Regions from separate parts of the Sus scrofa genome. Here all the other regions are linked to region 5. A link is a contact called in public Hi-C and HiChIP or PLAC-seq data. All regions are on one chromosome and are shown on one strand. The core of a region is the stretch at or near the end of the contact, and the rest is flanking DNA. Distances in the headings are between cores, read along the strand shown.

Region 1 (3,042 bases), core at 73-2,572, 240 kb after region 5:
TGTCTTCTGTGTCACTCCTGACTGCCTCCCGCAAGCAGAGCATTCCCTGGGGAGGTTTCCCCGGGGACCCTTTTCTCTGGCTTCCTTACGCAGCTGTCACACTGTCCCACTTGTTTTTCAAGAAGGAGGTCCCCAGGGTTTCTTCAAGGCAGACCTGAACTTGACCCTGCCATGTGGATTTGTCCCCTCTCATCTCCCCGCCCCACCCCCCCGGGAAAGGGGGACCCAACCCAGGCACCCATGGGCGGGTCCTAACAGCCTCTTGGCCTCTGCAGTGCATCACCTGTTGTTTTCTATCCAGAATATGCGTTTGGACATGGAAGGATTTCAGCGGTTCCTGCAAAGGCAAACCTCTCTGGAGGAACCAGAGATGTCTTCTTGGCAGACCAGCTTCACACCCCACAGGGCAGTCTGTCAGCAAAGCATTTAAGGGGATGCGTGCTTAGGTAACACATGAGGGAGGGTAGGTGAGGGAAGCCATCATCCAGCACTTGATCATGAACTTCATATCCGCCAAAGGTGTCTTTTGTTTTTTGTTTTTTGTTTTGTCTTTTTGCCATTTCTAGGGCCACTCCCGCCGCTTATGAAGGTTCCCAGGCTAGGGGTCTAATCGGAGCTGTAGCCACCGAGGGAATCCGAGCCGCATCTGTGACCTACACCACAGCTCAGGACAATGCCGGATCCCTAACCCACTGAGCAAGGCCAGGGATCGAACCCACAACCTCACGGTTCCTAGTCGGATTCGTTAACCACTGAGCCACGACGGGAACTCCTTTACCCGCCAAAAGTTTTTAAGTCATTGCTGCTAGCGCTTCCTCCCAGACACCCTTAGGAGGTGGGTAGAGGCTGGTGTCCTCCTTTTGAGAATAAGGACAAGGAGAGGGAAATACCCCCAAGGACACATCCATGGAATAAGAAGGGTCAGAGGCCTCGGTGGGGAGGTGTTCCCCTCAGCTAACCTCCACTCCTGCCCCCAGCCCCATGTGCCTCCAGCAAGCCAATGCCGAGGATGTTTCTGGAGTGCGGCTTTCACCCAGGAATTGTCTAAGATGTTAGCTTGCTGGGAGCGAGGCTGAGGTCTCGGTCACTGTCACCTAGCATGTGGGTGCTGTGCAGTAAGTCACCGAAAGATGCTCACCTACTGAGCACAAAAAAAGCAAACTCTCACTCTCCAGCCACTCCCGAGCCAGCTTTGAAGCAAGATGTATTTTTAAACACAAGCCTCGTACAGAAAATGTTCCCTCGCATGTCCCCATAGCCTACTAATGGGGCAACTGTTGGCAACCAATACCACCAGCCCGTGCTCAGGGCTGTGTTCTCAATTTTTCTTTCTATTCTTGTCCCCTGGCATATGATAGGGGTTGCTGTCCCGGGAGACTGCAGGCTACTGACGGAAAAGCTTGCAGTCGGTTCTGGCCTGCTCTCAATTTCCAGACTCTCTGATTTCGTTCAAACGCGGGACCTGTGGACCTGTGTCCCTTTACCCAGTTGGTAACTTGGATTTTTTTGTATTCTTCTTGCAGATTCCATGGAATAGCCTGATGTTTCCCAGAAGGCTGGGGACCCCCACCGCCCGCCCCCAGCAGTGCCCCAGGCTGACAAGGGGATTGAAGTCGGAAAGTCAGACGCCTGTCCAGTGCCTGAGAAAGCGGCCTCTGTGCTCCTGCTGGATTTCACAGCAGGGCCAAGGGCCTCACTTCCCTCCTTTGCAAAGGAAAATAGCCATTCTGGCATCAACTTTGCTGATGAGGATTTATCTCCGAAGCCAAAAGGAAAAAAAGTCACCTCTTGAGTCCTAATTAGAATGATTCCTCTACTTAATTTATTCAGGATAGCCTCCTGAATTGGCCTGGTGTGTCCTTGAGTATTGTTACTATTACTGCTGCTGTTGCTGTTGTTGTTTTAAAGAAGCCATTTCTGACCAGGGGCTGGGGAGATGCCTTTTGTTCGCCTCTGGGCCCTGCGGTACCGGCCCCCGCCAAGGGAACCATTCCTGCACTGCTGTGTTTATTTGAGTTATGTAATATAAACAGCTCCAAGGAGATGGGCTCCGCCACTTTTTGTTTTTAGACTCCGACTTCACTTGCCCTCTGCAGAGCTTGGCGCTTGGGTGGTTTCCTCCAGCCTCCTCTGTTTTGCTGCTGGGGAACACAACAGCCTGCCGTTGACCCTTCTCTAGGACTAGCCCTTTCCTTCTCAGACCCAGCAACGAAACAGAGACGCTGCTGAGGCTGACAGTGTCCTCAAAGGCTCAGCCTAGGCTGGAGGTGGAGGGGGCATCAGAATGAGCTGTCTTGGGCATTAAGCTTTCTCTGTAGCTTCTTCACTGATACCTAGTTCCTCCAAGTCAGAAGTATCCCTTGGTGTTCCCATCATGGCTCAGCGGTTAACAAACCCGACTAGCATCCATGAGGATGTGGATTCGATCCTTGGCCTTGCTCAATGGGTTAAGGATCTGGCGCTGCCGTGAGCTGTAGTGTAGGTTGCAGACACGGCTCGGATCCCACGTCGCTCTGGCTGTGGTGAAGGCCAGCAGCTGCAGCTCCGATCAGACCCCTAGCCTGGGAACCTCCATATGCCACAGTCCTAAAAGCCAAAAAGCCAAAAAGCTAAAAAAAAAAAAAGAAAAGAAAAGAAGTATCCCTAGAATGTCTGAAACATAATTCCGTGTCGCATATGGATTCACACCTGACTTTTCAGGAACACCTCTGATGTGTAAAACACATGTGACTATAGTTAGGAGGCGAGTTCGAAAGGTATTGCAGACATCAGCTCCACATTATTTTACTATTTGCAACCCCTTAAGTCAAATATTTGCGAAGTGTTTCAATGCTAATTAGACCAGGCTGATGGTTTATCCCCCTAATGACTCCACGCAGTGGAGAAACCCCGCAGCCTCCCAGCTGAGTTTGCCTTGGCAAAACGGCAGGCGAGGCACCGTTGGATTATACTGCATTTTTAGTGACAGGTTTCTTAAAACAACTCTCCAACCGGCTGCATCACTGATTCCTTTATTTATACAGTTGTCTTAATGCAGATAAC
Region 2 (3,231 bases), core at 689-3,188, 180 kb after region 5:
TTAACCAGCTCATTCCAGTATCAGGGAGAGATGTGGGCCTGTTTTCCAACAAAGGAAGCTCCCAAGGCCGCCCTTACAGACTTGAAGTGTAAAAGTCCCAACTGCGAGTGACTAAGCCAGCGTCTATTAGTCAGTTAAGACTAACGACCAGCCAAAAGTAATTTACCATAACACACGCCAGCTCCTCCTCCCGATAAAAGTGTGAAACTCAAGTGCTCATTTCAGTCTGGGCAGAGTCTGTGGCGGCCTACAGTGGCAGAGCGCGGCCAGGCTCTGCGGCCACATCTCGCCTTCGCGCCAGGCGGGTTCGCACCCACCGGGGTTAAGCCCAACCCGGGCCTTGCCAGGGGCGCAAGGCTGCCACTGCCCCACCGCGGCGCCGGGGACGCCAGAGCAGCCAGCGGGGTAGCCGGTCGCTCGCCCCCACGGCGGGCGCGGGCCAAGCCCCGCTGCCGCTCGTGCCCGCGCCGCGCGCCACCTGGAGTCCAAGTTTGGCTCCGAGAGGCGGGGTCTGGAGCAGAGTCGCGGCGGGGGCGGAGCCTGCGCGGTGACGCGGCCGCGTTGGCCGCTGACCCCGGATCCCTGGAATGTGCATTCGTTCAATGGGGCCGCCAGTGCCAGCGGCGCCGAGTCACGTCCGCGCGGAGCGTGCGCACTCGGTGGCGGCGCACGCGGCCCCGCGCCCACGTCACGCGCCCGCCGCGCGGGCCTGCAGCAGGCGACCGGGATCCCCGCGTGGCCCGGCGGGCTGCGGACTGGGGAAGAGGGGGATCGGAACCTCCTCGGGCAGCGTACCCGCTCGCTCCCGGAAGGGCTCCGTAGAAGGGCGGGTGGACGCGGCCCTAGGCTTGGGCGCGCACCCTCCTGTTGTAAAAGTTTAGGGGACCGGCGGCGCGTGTGTCCTTCCCAAGACATGCGGGTGTAAAAGCACTCACCGAGGAGTTCAAATAAAGCTCCTTACAAAACTGTGAACAGCACTTGACTGAAAATCCCCATCCTCAAGATGCTACTAACAGAACCAGGTTACAGAGTGGCCTGGCTTTTCAAAACATGAGTTCTAGCACGGTTTGGCTCAAACAGCCCTAGACGAGAAGGAACTGCCTGAGCAGTCGAGGGAGCCGAGCGGGTGGAGGAAAGCAAGCCACACCAGCGACGGCTTCACGTCGGGGACACGAGCCGCGGCGCAGGCGGGTGGTGCTGACCCGCGGGCGGGCGCCGCGGAGCCGGCTCTCCCGGCAGCGCTCGTTCTCTGGCGGGGGGAGGGGGAGGGAGCGGGGGAGGGCGGGCGCGCGCGCGCGAGGGGAGGGGGCCCGCGCAGGCGCCTTGCGAGGCTGTCGAAGAATCAAGTCTGTAGAAGTGGAGCGGCCGCGGCGGCAGCAGCAGCAGCGACGGCGGCGGCGGAGCTGAGGCGGGCTGGGCGCTGAGGCGGGCGCTGGAGAGCGGCGACGCCAGGAGCTGTGAGAGAGCAGCGGAGCGACCCGGGCCCGTGCCGCGCCCGAGCTCCACGCCGCACGGCCGCCGCCGCCGCCGCCCCGGCGCGGCATGCCCCGCCGCTCGGGCTGAGCCTGCCCCGGCGGCCGCCCCCCGCCCCCCGCCCCCCCGGCCTCCCCGCCCCCCGCCCCGCACTCCGCGCCGGCCGCCGCCGCGACCTGCTGCGCTCCCCCGCGCCCGCGCGGCCCGTCTTCGCCCCGGTCTGGAGGCCCGCCGCGGCCCCGGCCGAGCCCCCGCCGCCGCCGCCGCCGCCGCGCCCGCCGCGCCGCGCCGCCCCGCCGCCCACCCGCGCCCGCGCCGGCCGGGGGGACGTGCTGCCGCGGCTGCAACCCCTCGCCCCGCGCCCGCCGCCCCTCGTGCACCGGGGGCGCTGCGCGGGCGCCGATCCTTCGCGGGCTTTGCCGCCGCCGCCGCCTTTGCGGCCGCCGCCGCCGCTGGTGGGGGAGACGCGGGGTTGGGGGGGGAGGAGGGCGCGCGTGGTGCCGGCGGGGAGCGGCGGCGCCCCCTCCTCCTCCTCCGGCGCCGCGGGCTCCTCGGACATGGCCGCGGCGGTGGCGGTGGCGGCCGCGTCCCGGCGGCAGTCGTGCTACCTGTGTGACCTGCCCCGCATGCCCTGGGCCATGATCTGGGACTTCACGGAGCCCGTGTGCCGCGGCTGCGTCAACTACGAGGGCGCCGACCGCGTCGAGTTCGTCATCGAGACGGCGCGGCAGCTCAAGCGGGCGCACGGCTGCTTCCCGGAGGGCCGCTCCCCGCCCGGCGCCGCGGCTCCGGCCGCCGCTAAGCCGCCGCCGCTCTCCGCCAAGGACCTTCTCCTGCAGCAGCAGCAGCAGCTCGGCCACGGCGGCCCCGAGGCCACCGCGCGCGCCCCGCAGGCCCTGGAGCGCTACCCTCTGGCAGCCGCCGCAGCCGAGCGGCCCCCGCGCCTCGGCTCCGATTTCAGCGGTAGCCGCCCGGCGGCCGGTCTGGCCCAGCCGCCAACGCCGCAGCCGCCGCCCGTGAACGGCATCCTGGTGCCCAACGGCTTCTCCAAGCTGGAGGAGCCGCCGGAGCTGAACCGCCAGAGCCCTAACCCGCGGCGCGGCCACGCCGTGCCTCCCACCCTGGTGCCGCTCATGAACGGCTCGACCACGCCGCTGCCCGCCGCTCTTGGCCTGGGCGGTCGCGCCGCCGCCTCACTGGCCGCCGTGTCCGGGGCCGCGGCTGCCGGGCTGGGCTCGGCGCAGCCGGCCGAACTGGGCGCCCACAAGCGGCCGGCGTCCGTGACGAGCAGCGCGTCGGCGGAGCACGAGCAGCGCGAGGCGGCAGCCAAGGAGAAGCAGCCGCCGCCGACCTCGCACCGCGGCCCGGCAGACAGCTTGACCACCGCGGCCGGGGCGGCCGAGCTGGGCACGGAGGGCGCGGGCAAGGGCCGCGGGCCCGGCGATCAGGACTGGGTCAACAGGCCCAAGACGGTTCGAGACACGCTGCTGGCGCTGCACCAGCACGGCCACTCGGGGCCCTTCGAGAGCAAGTTTAAGAAGGAGCCGGCCCTGACTGCAGGCAGGTTGTTGGGTTTCGAGGCCAACGGGGCCAACGGGTCTAAAGCAGGTAGGGGCGGCTGTGGAGTGAGGTGATCTCGGGGCGAAGAGGGGACGGAGAGCAGAGGAGGGGGTGCCCTTCCCATTCACCATTTCTCCCCCGGCCGGCCCAGAAACAACAAACACCCAACTTCCTGATTTGCCCGAGGCGGAACCAGTG
Region 3 (3,513 bases), core at 360-2,859, 130 kb after region 5:
GGAAAAGGAAATACAAAGGGTAAGCAAGTTTCCTACCAGAAAAATCCAAGCTATTAAAACTACAATTAAGAAATGTAGGAGTTCCTTGGAGTTCCCGTCGTGGCGCAGTGCTTAACGAATCTGACTAGGAATCATGAGGTTTCAGGTTTGGTCCCTGGCCTTGCTCAGCGGGTTAAGGATCCAGCGTTGCTGTGAGCTGTGCTGTAGGCTGCAGACGTGGCTCAGATCCCACGTTGCTGTGGCTCTGGCATAGGCTGGCGGCTGCAGCTCTGATTTGACCCCTAGCCTGGGAGCCTCCATATGTCACTGAAGTGGCCTTAGAAAAGGCAAAAAGACAAAAAAAAAAAAAAAAAAAAAAAAAAGAAAAGAAAAGAAAAGAAAGAAAGAAAGAAAGAAATGTAGGCTTTCCTGTCGTGGCTCGGTGATTAATGAACCCAACTAGTATCCGTGAGGACACAGGTTTGATCCCTGGTCTTGCTCAGTGGGTTAAGGATCCAGCGTGCTGTGAGCTGTAGTGTGGTTGCAGACACAGCTCAGATCTGGCATTGCTGTGGCTGTGGTGTAGGCCGACAGCTACAGCTCCAATTTGACCCCTAGCCTGGGAACCTCTATATGCCGCGGGAGCGGCCCTAAAAAGACAAAAGACGAAAAATAATACATAAGTAAAACAAAATGTAAAAAGTTACTGCTTTTACTTATTTAAATGAAAGGAAATCTACAAGCAGGAGAGAAATTATAGATGAGGCAAGTTCTGAGACAGGAACTCTAATTACAGCAGGGCGAGAAGAGTCTGCTTCAGGAAATTTCTGAAAGGTTAAATAGGAAGGCTGAGGGTCAAAATCATACTGTGATGAGAATAGAGAAAATGCGTTTGCAAGGAGCTAAGCTGGGTAGTCACAAAAGGAATGACAAGTACCAAGAAGGAAACCTGAAGCCCCAAGTAAATAACAGAACCTCACCCCAAAAAAGATGCTGAGTATAGTGCACAAATATTCAGAAGGTGCGGAAAGATAAGTCAGAAGCCAAAACTCAGTTACCGCTATCGTGAAAAGGAACAACAGAACTCTTAGCAAAAATAAATGACTTTGCAGAGAGACTCACAGACAAGAGAATAGACTTGTGGTTGCCAAGGCGGAGGGGTTTAAGGGGAGGGAGAGGGATGGACTGAGAGTTTGGGGTTAGTAAATGCAAACTATTACATTTAGAATGGATAAGCAATGAGGTCCTACCGTACAGCACAGGGAACTCGCTCCAATCTCCTGGCATAGATCATATATATATAAAACTGAGTCACTTTTCTGTACAGCAGAAATTAACACATGGTTGTAAATCAACTATACTTCAATAAAATAGATTTTTAAAAAGAAACAAAAAAATTACTCTGCATGTGACTAATACTGCCTTTCTTAGGTAGCTTGGCCTGCAGAGAAAATCACTCCTATCAAGGGTTCTCAGTCCATTTAAGTGAGCCCTAATAAGTGCAAAACCCAACCATGAGGGTGAACCACTGTTATCGTTCAAGGAGTGGAAACCAACAGACAGGACACAGGGGAGTTCGTTAGGACTCTTCAACGCCGATTACAAAATACTGGGAGGAATTCTCCCGAGGACATTGAGTAATGTTTGCAAATGTGTGCAGGTCCGTGTTGACTGTCTGATCCTCTGGACCGGGAAATGCTTCTCAGCCCATCACGGCATGATTTTCTTTTTCCAAATTGAAAATGTGAATATAACTGTAACCAACTCAGAACAGGAGACAGCAGGCACGGCAGGCGAGACAAGAGATTCTGCAATTTGTATGAGAAGAAATAGAATTCAATCTAGGAATGCCTATTTACTGAGCCTCAGAGTGCACTAAGCATCAGGAGCCATAGTCACCACAGTTGATTAAAAAAAAGTATGTCTCCTGTTAATTCACACATTTCCAAGAGGTGGGTGTTGTTAGCCCTCTTTGTTAATGGGAAAAAAATGAGATTCAGAGAGGTTAATTGAACTGGAGATCTCCCGATTTCTAGTCTTAGATCCTTCCTGTGCACTTTCTGTGTTTAAATTCTGGTCCCATCCCTTCTTAGCTGAGTTAGTTGAAGAAGTTATTTAGCCTCTGTAATTGTCTGTTGTTAATGGAAATACTAATTTCTGCCACATAACATGGTTGTAGGGATTCAATGAGGGGACATATGTAAGAATGCCAGCCATGGTGCCTGGCACATAGTAGGCCCTCAGCAAAAGCTGGTGTCTCTCCTTTACTGATGCACAGTGGTGAAGGGAGCAGACTATCCAGCCAGGGTGGCACAACACAGCAGCAACAGCAGAGTGATGCCCCAGTGAGGTGCAAGATGGCCTGCCAGCTGCCCTCTGGGGTCCTATATGGGTACTCAGGCTCAGTAGGGGCTTGCTGTGTGGGTCTGGGAGGCACAGGAACTGGGGCAGAGCCCCTAAGGAGGAAAGGGGTTTATGTGGGTGGAGAGATGGGCAAGGGTTGAGCAGGCAGAGAACAAGGCACTGAAGCAGGAAGATGGGGTGGAGGGAGGGGAGTGTTTGTGAAGGACCCAGGGGGGCTCCTGACCAGCAGGCTGAACAGTGAGCTAAGGCTGGGAAGGGGAGGAGAGGGAAGTCGGAGGTGGCGGAGGCTCCCAGTGGGCAACTTCCACTCAAGGATTTCAACCCATTCCTATAAGAGAAGGGTTACTCGTAAAGGCCTGTCAACTTGGAGTATCCATTATTAAAATTAATTTATGCCAGTGTGTAAACTGGACTGTCAAGGAAAAGGTGAAAAAACAGGGAATTTTTATTATTTTATTTTTATTTATTTACTTGATCTTTTTAGGGCCACATCTGCGGCGTATGGCAGTTCCCAGGTTAGGGGTTGAATTAGAGCTGCGGCTGAGGCCTACACCACAGCCAGAGCAACAGTGGATCTATGTCGCATTTGAGACCTACACTATAGTGTGCAGCAACACTGGCTACTTAACCCACTGAGTGGGGCCAGGAATCGAACCCACATCTTCATGGCTATTAGTCACATTCTTAACTGGCTGAGCCTCAGTGGGAACTCCCTGAATTTTTACATTTTATACACACACAGCCCTTTTTATTACAAAACATATATAGTCTACTTAACCCCACTTTAAAGGGCTTGGGCATTATTTTGACTCTTGCAATCAATTAAAAAGGTTTAAAACAGCTGTGTTTTTACTTTTCTGACATATTATGGTCATATCTAGAATTCATGTGATGTTAAATCAAGAATAAAACTTTTAATTACATCGCTGTTCCTATGGTAAAATATAATCTATTTCAAGGCAATTCACTTTGTCATAAACTTTCCTTGAATAAAACTTGATAAAAAGCAGAGACCCACTGCATATGACAATAATTAAATCTATACTCAACAAGTACAAAAGAGTGACTGTAGGGATAGGTAATTTAGAACAACAACAACAAAAAAAAACCAATCTGAAACATGTTAGGAAATCATACTGAGGTTTGTTATCCATAATCTCCTGAGATATG
Region 4 (3,546 bases), core at 917-3,416, 200 kb after region 5:
GCTGAGCCACAAAGGGAACTCCTGAAATTTGACTAAAGAGTGAGTATAATATGGGAATTCCAAGGGCTCGGAAACTCACACGCAGAGTGGCATTGGGGGTTCCAGGATGGCTGATGATGACAGTGGTGGGTGGGGAGCCGGCCCTGGCAGAGATGTTTGTCAAGGATGGGGCTGACGGGCCATTAGATTCTGAGAAACTGGCCCAGGATGGCAGCACAGACAGGCTAGTAGGTGAACTATCTCAACGAAGATAAGGCTTGGAGACTAGTCTGATTTAGGACATGGATGAGGAGAGGGCACGGAAGAGGATGCCCAACCTGCGAATATAGCCCATGGACATGAATGGGAGCAGGACTCCTCCTGGGAGAAAATGACAAATACCCAGAGAAATGAATAAAAATGACTTGCTGTTAAGGGGCAACCTCCGGGCAAAGAGAAGACCCCCTCCTCCCAGCTCCCAGAGTTAGGCAAGGATGGTAACAGGTGACACTAAGCACATCCGACAGGAAATGGCCAGGCCACCCTGGGGGCCAGGCAGGGCAGAGCAGAACTGAAGCTGGGAGCGCTGGGGGCTCAGGATGCTACCCCTTACTCCAAGGATCTCTGAGTATATTTGTGCTTCACAAGCACCATGTGTTCTTTCCTTCCTCCGCTGAAGCCCTCATTCAACGTGTGCTATTTGAACACTCACGTGCACCAGGTATGGTGCTGGGTGTCTCGGCAGAAAGAGGTGAGATGGAGTCCGGGCCCTGGGAAAGCTCTTCGTTTACAGGGAAGGCATGAGAAACAGAGAATGTGAGCCAGACATCTGATGAAAGCATTTAAAATAGCCCGATGGGGTATTTACTCACAGATGCTGTGTTAAATTGGGATTAAAGAGAGTAAAATTCCAGAGATCCTTAGAAGACTCCAGGAATTCTTGGCAGGAGCAGAGAGTGGCATGACTCAGGGTGAGAAGTTTGTCTCAAAGTACAACATATAAGAGGCGAGGGCTGTTGTCACAGCGGCCTGGGGATGCTAAGCAGTGCAGACTCTGGGAGGCTAAGATGCAGGGAACTTGCCTTTTAAATTGCAGGACCAAACTGAACAGAAGAAAATAGGCTAGTTTTTCTCTTAACTGATTAGGAGACATTGAATGCTATTCCATGTATCCAAATGTCATGAAATGCAGTTTTTCTGTTCATGAGCAAATGGCATATAGGGAGAGTAAACTCAAATCTCACGTGCAAGGTCACAGCTCTGCGCCCAGGCAGCATTTCTCCATCCACCAGGCATGGAGGAGAGACAGGCTCGGGGCAGAGGCGGGGGCTTCCATCTGCCATTCAGATGTTCCCGATTTAGGTCCAACGGGGCTGCAGGGCAATCACCGCAGGGAGTAGAGTTGAGAGACAGGAGCTCTGTCCTCCAGGATCAGTTCTTAGATCTGCACACATTGTGATCTCTCATCCCTGAGCTTCTCTGACTCCCCCTAACTTCCCCCACGCACGCCACTCTCGCCATCCCTGAGTCCCAGATGCATTGCAGAAGCCTGGAGGCTCGGCTGAGGGTGAGAGGCATGCAAAATAGGAAAGAAGTATAGCAAAGTTATTAACCGCCCAGGTTTGGGCATCAAAAAGTCTGTGTTCAAATTCAGTCTCCACAATGCAATTAGTTGCGAATCACAAATAAGTCATTTTCTTCTTTTTAAGCAGAATTTTTACGCTTGCAAAAGACTAGCATTAGTTGGAGTTCCTGTTGTGGCTCAGGGGGTTAAGAACCCGACTAGTATTCATGAGGATGCAGGTTCCATCCCTGGTCTCGCTCAGTGGGTTAAGGACCCTGCACAGCATAGGCCACAGATGCGGCTAGGATCTGTGTTGCTGTGCCTGTGGTGTAGGTCAGCGGCTGCATCTCCAATTAGATATTAGACCTCCTAGCCTGGGAACTTCCATATGCCTCGGGTGCAGCCCTAAAAAAAAAAAAAAAAGAAAGAAAGAAAGAAAGAAAGAAAAAGAAAAAAGAAGAAAAAAAAAAAAAAGACTAGCACTGGTCTTGAAGGGCTTTTGGAGTTTTGCATATTGAATGAAATACTCTACTTAAAATGTTTAGTGCGCCTGCTCTCCTTAGTACGTGCTCAGCATGTGGTCCTGGGTATCAGAATGTGCCTGTACCCATGTCCTGAGCCAACACTAGGACTAAACAGTGCTGTCTGTGCCCTTCTTTGCTTCTCTCTCCTAGCAACCCCAACTCAAACACTAGCTACTGAAATACTAAACCCCGTTAATAGGCAGCTTCATCTCTGAGACACCTCCACAGTGCAGCATGGACCCCACTTTGACCTCCACTGCCATGTTTTCCTGCTAATTTTCTGGTTAATCCAACAATTTGAACAAGAGTGTTATCCCTGCCCCCCACCCCCACCCCCCCATCTCCCACCGGAAGACAGACATGCCAGCAACTGGTGGGGAGCTAGGGTCATGGCAGCACAGAGGTAAATCTTGCCCAAGAAACCCTGTAGGAGAGCCCACAAAAGAAAGAGGCTCTTAGCCAAAGGAGATTTTATTTTGCAGTTTCCAAAAGGTAAGGGAACACTTCCAACTTTTTTTTTTTGTTTGCTTATAGGCTCGGAATTTAAACATAGGACACTGAATGGCCAGAACCTTGGCCCACCCCTGAGTACCCGGGGCAGGTTGCCAGCACCAGGAGTTCGAGTTTCTGCCCAGTAGGCTTGTAACCTGAACTTTCTATTTCTAAAATCCCAGTTCTCAGTAGCCAGCACACATTTTGAGCCACAAAATTCTGAGAATTATTGCCCTTGTCAGCTGCTAAGTCACATGCCCTTCAGTCTGCTCCCTGCTCCTGGTATAATAGTACTTCTGTTAGAGCCTATGAATTTCACTGTCACATAAAAATTGGCAACTCTTTTAATACCACCCAAGGCTTGCCATAATCACCCAGAAATATACCGTCGGGGCTGTCATAATTCATCCATTTTTAGGATCCCTCAGGATCTCCAAATACAATGACTGATAGCAAATTAATAGATACTTTGGATCTTCCCATTTAACTTCATCAAAGAACTGACCCCCAGGATGAAAATTTCGTTTAATTAGGATAATATTTCATATTTAAAGAGTGCCTCCAAGCCAAGAAGCCCAGAGATCTTATCTCTTCATTTTCTTTCTTTTTTTTTTTTTCTTTTTTTGCTTTTTTAGGGCTGCACCCTCAGCATATGGAGGTTCCCAGGCTAGGGGTCTGTCTAGTCGGATCTGCAGCTGCTGGCCACAGCCACAGCAAAGGGGGATCCGAGCCGCATCTTCAACCCACACCACAGCTCACCGCAATGCTGGATCCTTAACCCACTGAGTGAAGCCAGGGATCGAACCTGCAACCTCACTGTTCCTAGTCAGATTTGTTTCCACTATGCCATGACAGGAACTGCTATCCCTTTATTATCAAAGCCGCATTGCCCGTCACTCAGAGCCAACTCTTAGAGAACAGGCATGTTTGTCCCCATTTTGTGGATGAAAAGAGCTTGCACACTGCTGCACAGTAACATGTAAAATG
Region 5 (3,267 bases), core at 531-3,030:
CTCATTGTAGTGCTCCCTCCCCCACCTTGAGCAACCAGGTCTACTCCTTCTTGCCCCTACTAGGAAAGGTATATGGCCCACTCCTCGCCCCACCCCTATAGGACCTTACATGCTCCCAACCAACCAGCAAGCGTATCCTAAGACTCCCCTCTTTCCCCAACCAATCAGCAGGTCAGCAGATATATCCTGAGACATCTCCTCTCCCTGGGCTATTAAAACAGACATGACCACACGTTCAAGGATTGGTTCTCCCCGATCATCAGCAAGTCAGCCTGCTTTGCTTGCAGCATCTCTTATCTCAATAAACTCTACTTTCTCTCCCCTCGCCATGCTCAATAAACTCTTCTTTCTTTTCACCCCGATACGAGTCCAGAAATTATTTTGTGACCCGTGTGCACAGACCACAACAGGTCCAAAGGCATCTATACTGTCTCCTGGGTCTTTCTAAGTGTCAGGGAGCAGGAGGGTCTCTCTAGTGTGGCCCCCACAGCATTGCTCCAACGTTGTCCATAACCTCTTGACCATCCATGTTTATCGCACACTCTTCATCTTTGCCGTCATCCTCTTGGGCCACCAAGTCTGAGCGCACCTTTCCCAGAGCGTTCTGCCCCCCAGCTCACGTTTCCCCAGCTAGTTTTCTTGGTGGCGGCAATTCATCCCTGGCTACTCGAGAGAATTAGCCTTAAAAAAAAAAAAATACACATGTTGGAGTTCCCACTGTGGCTCAGTGGTTAACAAATCTGACTAGGAACCATGAGGTTGTGGGTTCGATTCCTGTTTAAGGATCCAGCGTTGCCAGGAGTTGTGGTGTAGGTTGCAGATGCAGCTCAGATTCTGCATTGCTATGGCTGTGGCGTAGGCCGGCAGTTGTAGTTCTGATTCGACCCTAGCCTGGGAGAGCCTGGGAACCTCTATATGCCAAGGGTGTGGTCCTGAGAAGCAAAAAGAAAAAAAAAAAAATACACATGCTTGTGTCCTGCACCCAGAAATGTTTCTAGTGGTGGAGGTGGTGTATCTGGGAGTTGTCTGCGCAAAACAGGAATTTTGCCCCCTGCATCCTCTTGTTTCCTGGGCTGGGCCTTGGGGGAAAGCTCTCCTGGGCACCAGGACCTGGTGTCACAATCAGGCCATAAGAAACTGAGGCTAATGCTGCTTTTTTCCAGGGCAGCGAACAGGCAACCTCTCTGCCCAGCAAGGCCACCCTGGGCCCCAGCAGGACGACTGGGGTCAGGGACGGGGGCACTGGCCAGGGTGACCCCGGGGGAGGGGCTGGTGTGGCCTCATGCCTCTCAGCCTGAGTTCCTTGGACCCCCTTGGCTTTTCTGATCGTGAGTCCCTGGGCTCCTCTCCTCCCCGCAAAATGCCCAAGGAAAGAATCATACAGAGGACAGGCTCAACTGTGGGAGGCTGGAGCAAAAAGCCAATAAAACTGGCTTTATTTGTAATGTTCCCGTGTTTGTTATTTCGTTATCCCTACCCTGCTTCCTCCAAGCAATGTAACAAGGAAAAGGATTTAAAAAAAAAAAAAACTCCCTGCTCTAAGTATGCATGAACTTCATGGCCTCACTTGATCCTTTACCTCCTTCTTCTCCAGCAGGCCAGTGCATGAATTCCTCTCCCAAACGGTGTGTTTTCCATCCTAACTTTTATGGCATGTCCCTCGATTAATGGTTGACGTATTCATTTTCTCCCCTCCGCCCCCATTATCAAAGTGTGCTTTGACTAACGATTAACTCTCTGGTTAACAGAAAGAAACCTGTTAATCATCTACAAGCCCTCGAGCAGGAAAATCATTCTTTGTAACCTTTTCCCAACGGCAGGAGAGCCCCCTGTCCCGAGGCAGCTGACCTTCAACCACACCTGGGTCCCGAAGCTTGCAAAACCCCGACTGTAATCGTGTTACAAGGGCTTATTAGTAAGCCAAGGTCATAAACCCCTGAGGAGCGAGTGACGCTGGTTCTCCCAGCCAGGCAGGGAGAGCACTCTTCAGTCCAGACACCCTAACTCCAGGACCCTATAAAGAGACCAAGCGGCACCTCTTTTTTAAAAAAAAAAAAAATTGTTTTGCCAGTGAGGGCTAATCATTCTCTGTTGTACATTCTTTGTTGCTGGGAGACTCAATGGCTGTACAGGCTGTTCTTTCTCGGAGCCATAGTTCAAAAGTGCTCCTGACCCAAACACACACGTGTTGTAATCCTGCCCTCCCTTGTGTGGGGCCGGCAGACAACTAGCAAGTGTGCAGCCCCAGCCAGACCCAGAGGCTGGAAGGGGGGAACCTTCTTCTGAAGTTAGGTGGGCGGTGCCTTTCTTTCCTGGAAGGAGCTGGAGGAGGAGGGGAAGGGATGGGGCGGGATGCTTTAGGGGGCCCCCTCCTCACCCCAGAGGGAAGGGCTGGAGACCTGTGGCTCACCATCTGGGATGCGATGTGTGCCCCAGGGCTAGAGAGTCAGTCCTCGTGGAGAAAGCAACCCCTTCGTTCATTTGCAAAGCTGATCTGCTGTGGAGTGGGGAGGCCGGGAGAAAGGAGGGCTCCCCTCCATCCTTGCTGGGTTTGGCTTGCTTTTCTCCCTGGTGGCACCCCGCTCCTTCTTCTTAAATAAGACCCGGCAGCAAGGGAGAGTCTGGTCTGCTGAGAGGACGCAGGCGCTGCCAGACTTATTAGGAAAGAGGCAGCCCGGGTTTTGGCCAGCGCTGGCGCTGTGGACCACATGGTCCTCTGCGCGCCTGGTTACTGTCAGCGCTGCGCTCTGGACCCCGCCGCCCTGGCCTCCTCCCCGCTGCCCGCAGCGCCTGCCCTGCTCCGATCCAAACATTTCCACATTAGGCAGCCTTGCTGCCTGGCTCCCCGCCTCCAGCCGTGACCTGGGGTGACCTCCGTCCCGGGCTCGATGCCAAGCGCTCCACCACAGGTGCACTTGCCTGTTTTCTGGGTCGCCCTTGTGATCTGGTGTCCAGGTGCTTGGCAACATTTAGCAAACCTTCCTCGGTGCTCTGTGTCGTCTTGACACTGTTTGCGCAGACACCCTTGGGGATGCGGGAGAGGAGCTGGTGCCTCTCCTTCATGCACTTAGTGCCTGGCATGCCGCGCTGGCCTCACCAAGATGCTGGATGACCCTCTCTCCCTCTTCATCCCCCGCCCTCCCCCTTTAAGCAGGTCTGACTTGTCTTTTGGACTCAGAGAGTCAGAGCAGAAGTTACGATTCCTTCTACACACACACCCACCCCTAGATTTGTGCAGCCATATATGGTAGCCACCCGGGCATGTGG

The links. A called contact is a pair of places that touch in the nucleus more often than the background predicts. HiChIP or PLAC-seq counts read pairs in DNA pulled down with a chosen protein or histone mark.
Region 1: an H3K27ac HiChIP or PLAC-seq map of skeletal muscle shows a contact between it and region 5. The contact joins two enhancer-like sites. A contact is called at or near these places in 4 of 47 Hi-C or Micro-C datasets (heart right ventricle, liver, mesenteric adipose tissue and 1 more) and 1 of 2 datasets of contacts at active chromatin or transcription factors (skeletal muscle).
Region 2: an H3K27ac HiChIP or PLAC-seq map of skeletal muscle shows a contact between it and region 5. The contact joins the promoter of IRF2BP2 here to the enhancer-like site in region 5. A contact is called at or near these places in 2 of 5 promoter capture datasets (fetal liver and liver), 18 of 47 Hi-C or Micro-C datasets (alveolar macrophages, embryonic fibroblasts, epiblast stem cells and 10 more) and 2 of 2 datasets of contacts at active chromatin or transcription factors (alveolar macrophages and skeletal muscle).
Region 3: a Hi-C map of liver shows a contact between it and region 5, with 1.9 times the contacts expected there. The contact joins two enhancer-like sites. A contact is called at or near these places in 5 of 47 Hi-C or Micro-C datasets (embryonic fibroblasts, fetal liver, liver and 1 more) and 1 of 2 datasets of contacts at active chromatin or transcription factors (alveolar macrophages).
Region 4: a contact with region 5 is called in an H3K27ac HiChIP or PLAC-seq map of skeletal muscle. The contact joins two enhancer-like sites. A contact is called at or near these places in 6 of 47 Hi-C or Micro-C datasets (heart right ventricle, liver, mesenteric adipose tissue and 2 more) and 2 of 2 datasets of contacts at active chromatin or transcription factors (alveolar macrophages and skeletal muscle).

What each region holds. Positions count from the first base shown.
Region 1 is chr14:56,606,154-56,609,195 of Sscrofa11.1, forward strand. LOC110256752 (a long non-coding RNA gene) reads left to right here. Exons shown (of 2, transcript XR_002338680.1): 2 at 1,524-1,849. It overlaps LOC106506002 (a long non-coding RNA gene), which reads right to left. Exons shown (of 3, transcript XR_002338684.1): 3 at 2,580-3,042. Among named protein-coding and RNA genes, the nearest start is that of IRF2BP2, 62 kb to the left of the region's middle. Within about 2 kb of position 1,323, at least 28 of the 83 cell types and tissues checked have an H3K27ac peak or open chromatin away from gene starts, as enhancers often do. A contact at or near this core is called in liver, mesenteric adipose tissue, retroperitoneal adipose tissue and 1 more, where this site is marked.
Region 2 is chr14:56,543,854-56,547,084 of Sscrofa11.1, forward strand. It overlaps IRF2BP2 (interferon regulatory factor 2-binding protein 2), which reads left to right and starts at 1,939. Exons shown (of 2, transcript XM_021074288.1): 1 at 1,939-3,033. The coding sequence starts at 2,031. LOC110256820 reads right to left here and starts at 2,032. Exons shown (of 2, transcript XM_021073692.1): 1 at 1,627-2,032; 2 at 1,159-1,565. The coding sequence starts at 2,032. The coding sequence ends at 1,159.
Region 3 is chr14:56,491,007-56,494,519 of Sscrofa11.1, forward strand. The region is part of intron 4 of LOC102158473 (a long non-coding RNA gene); the gene reads right to left. Among named protein-coding and RNA genes, the nearest start is that of IRF2BP2, 53 kb to the right of the region's middle. Within about 2 kb of position 1,610, at least 4 of the 83 cell types and tissues checked have an H3K27ac peak or open chromatin away from gene starts, as enhancers often do. A contact at or near this core is called in fetal liver and liver, where this site is marked.
Region 4 is chr14:56,566,290-56,569,835 of Sscrofa11.1, forward strand. No RefSeq gene overlaps it. Among named protein-coding and RNA genes, the nearest start is that of IRF2BP2, 22 kb to the left of the region's middle. Within about 2 kb of position 2,167, at least 6 of the 83 cell types and tissues checked have an H3K27ac peak or open chromatin away from gene starts, as enhancers often do. A contact at or near this core is called in skeletal muscle, where this site is marked.
Region 5 is chr14:56,362,526-56,365,792 of Sscrofa11.1, forward strand. No RefSeq gene overlaps it. Among named protein-coding and RNA genes, the nearest start is that of IRF2BP2, 180 kb to the right of the region's middle. Within about 2 kb of position 1,781, at least 60 of the 83 cell types and tissues checked have an H3K27ac peak or open chromatin away from gene starts, as enhancers often do. A contact at or near this core is called in alveolar macrophages, fetal liver, liver and 5 more, where this site is marked.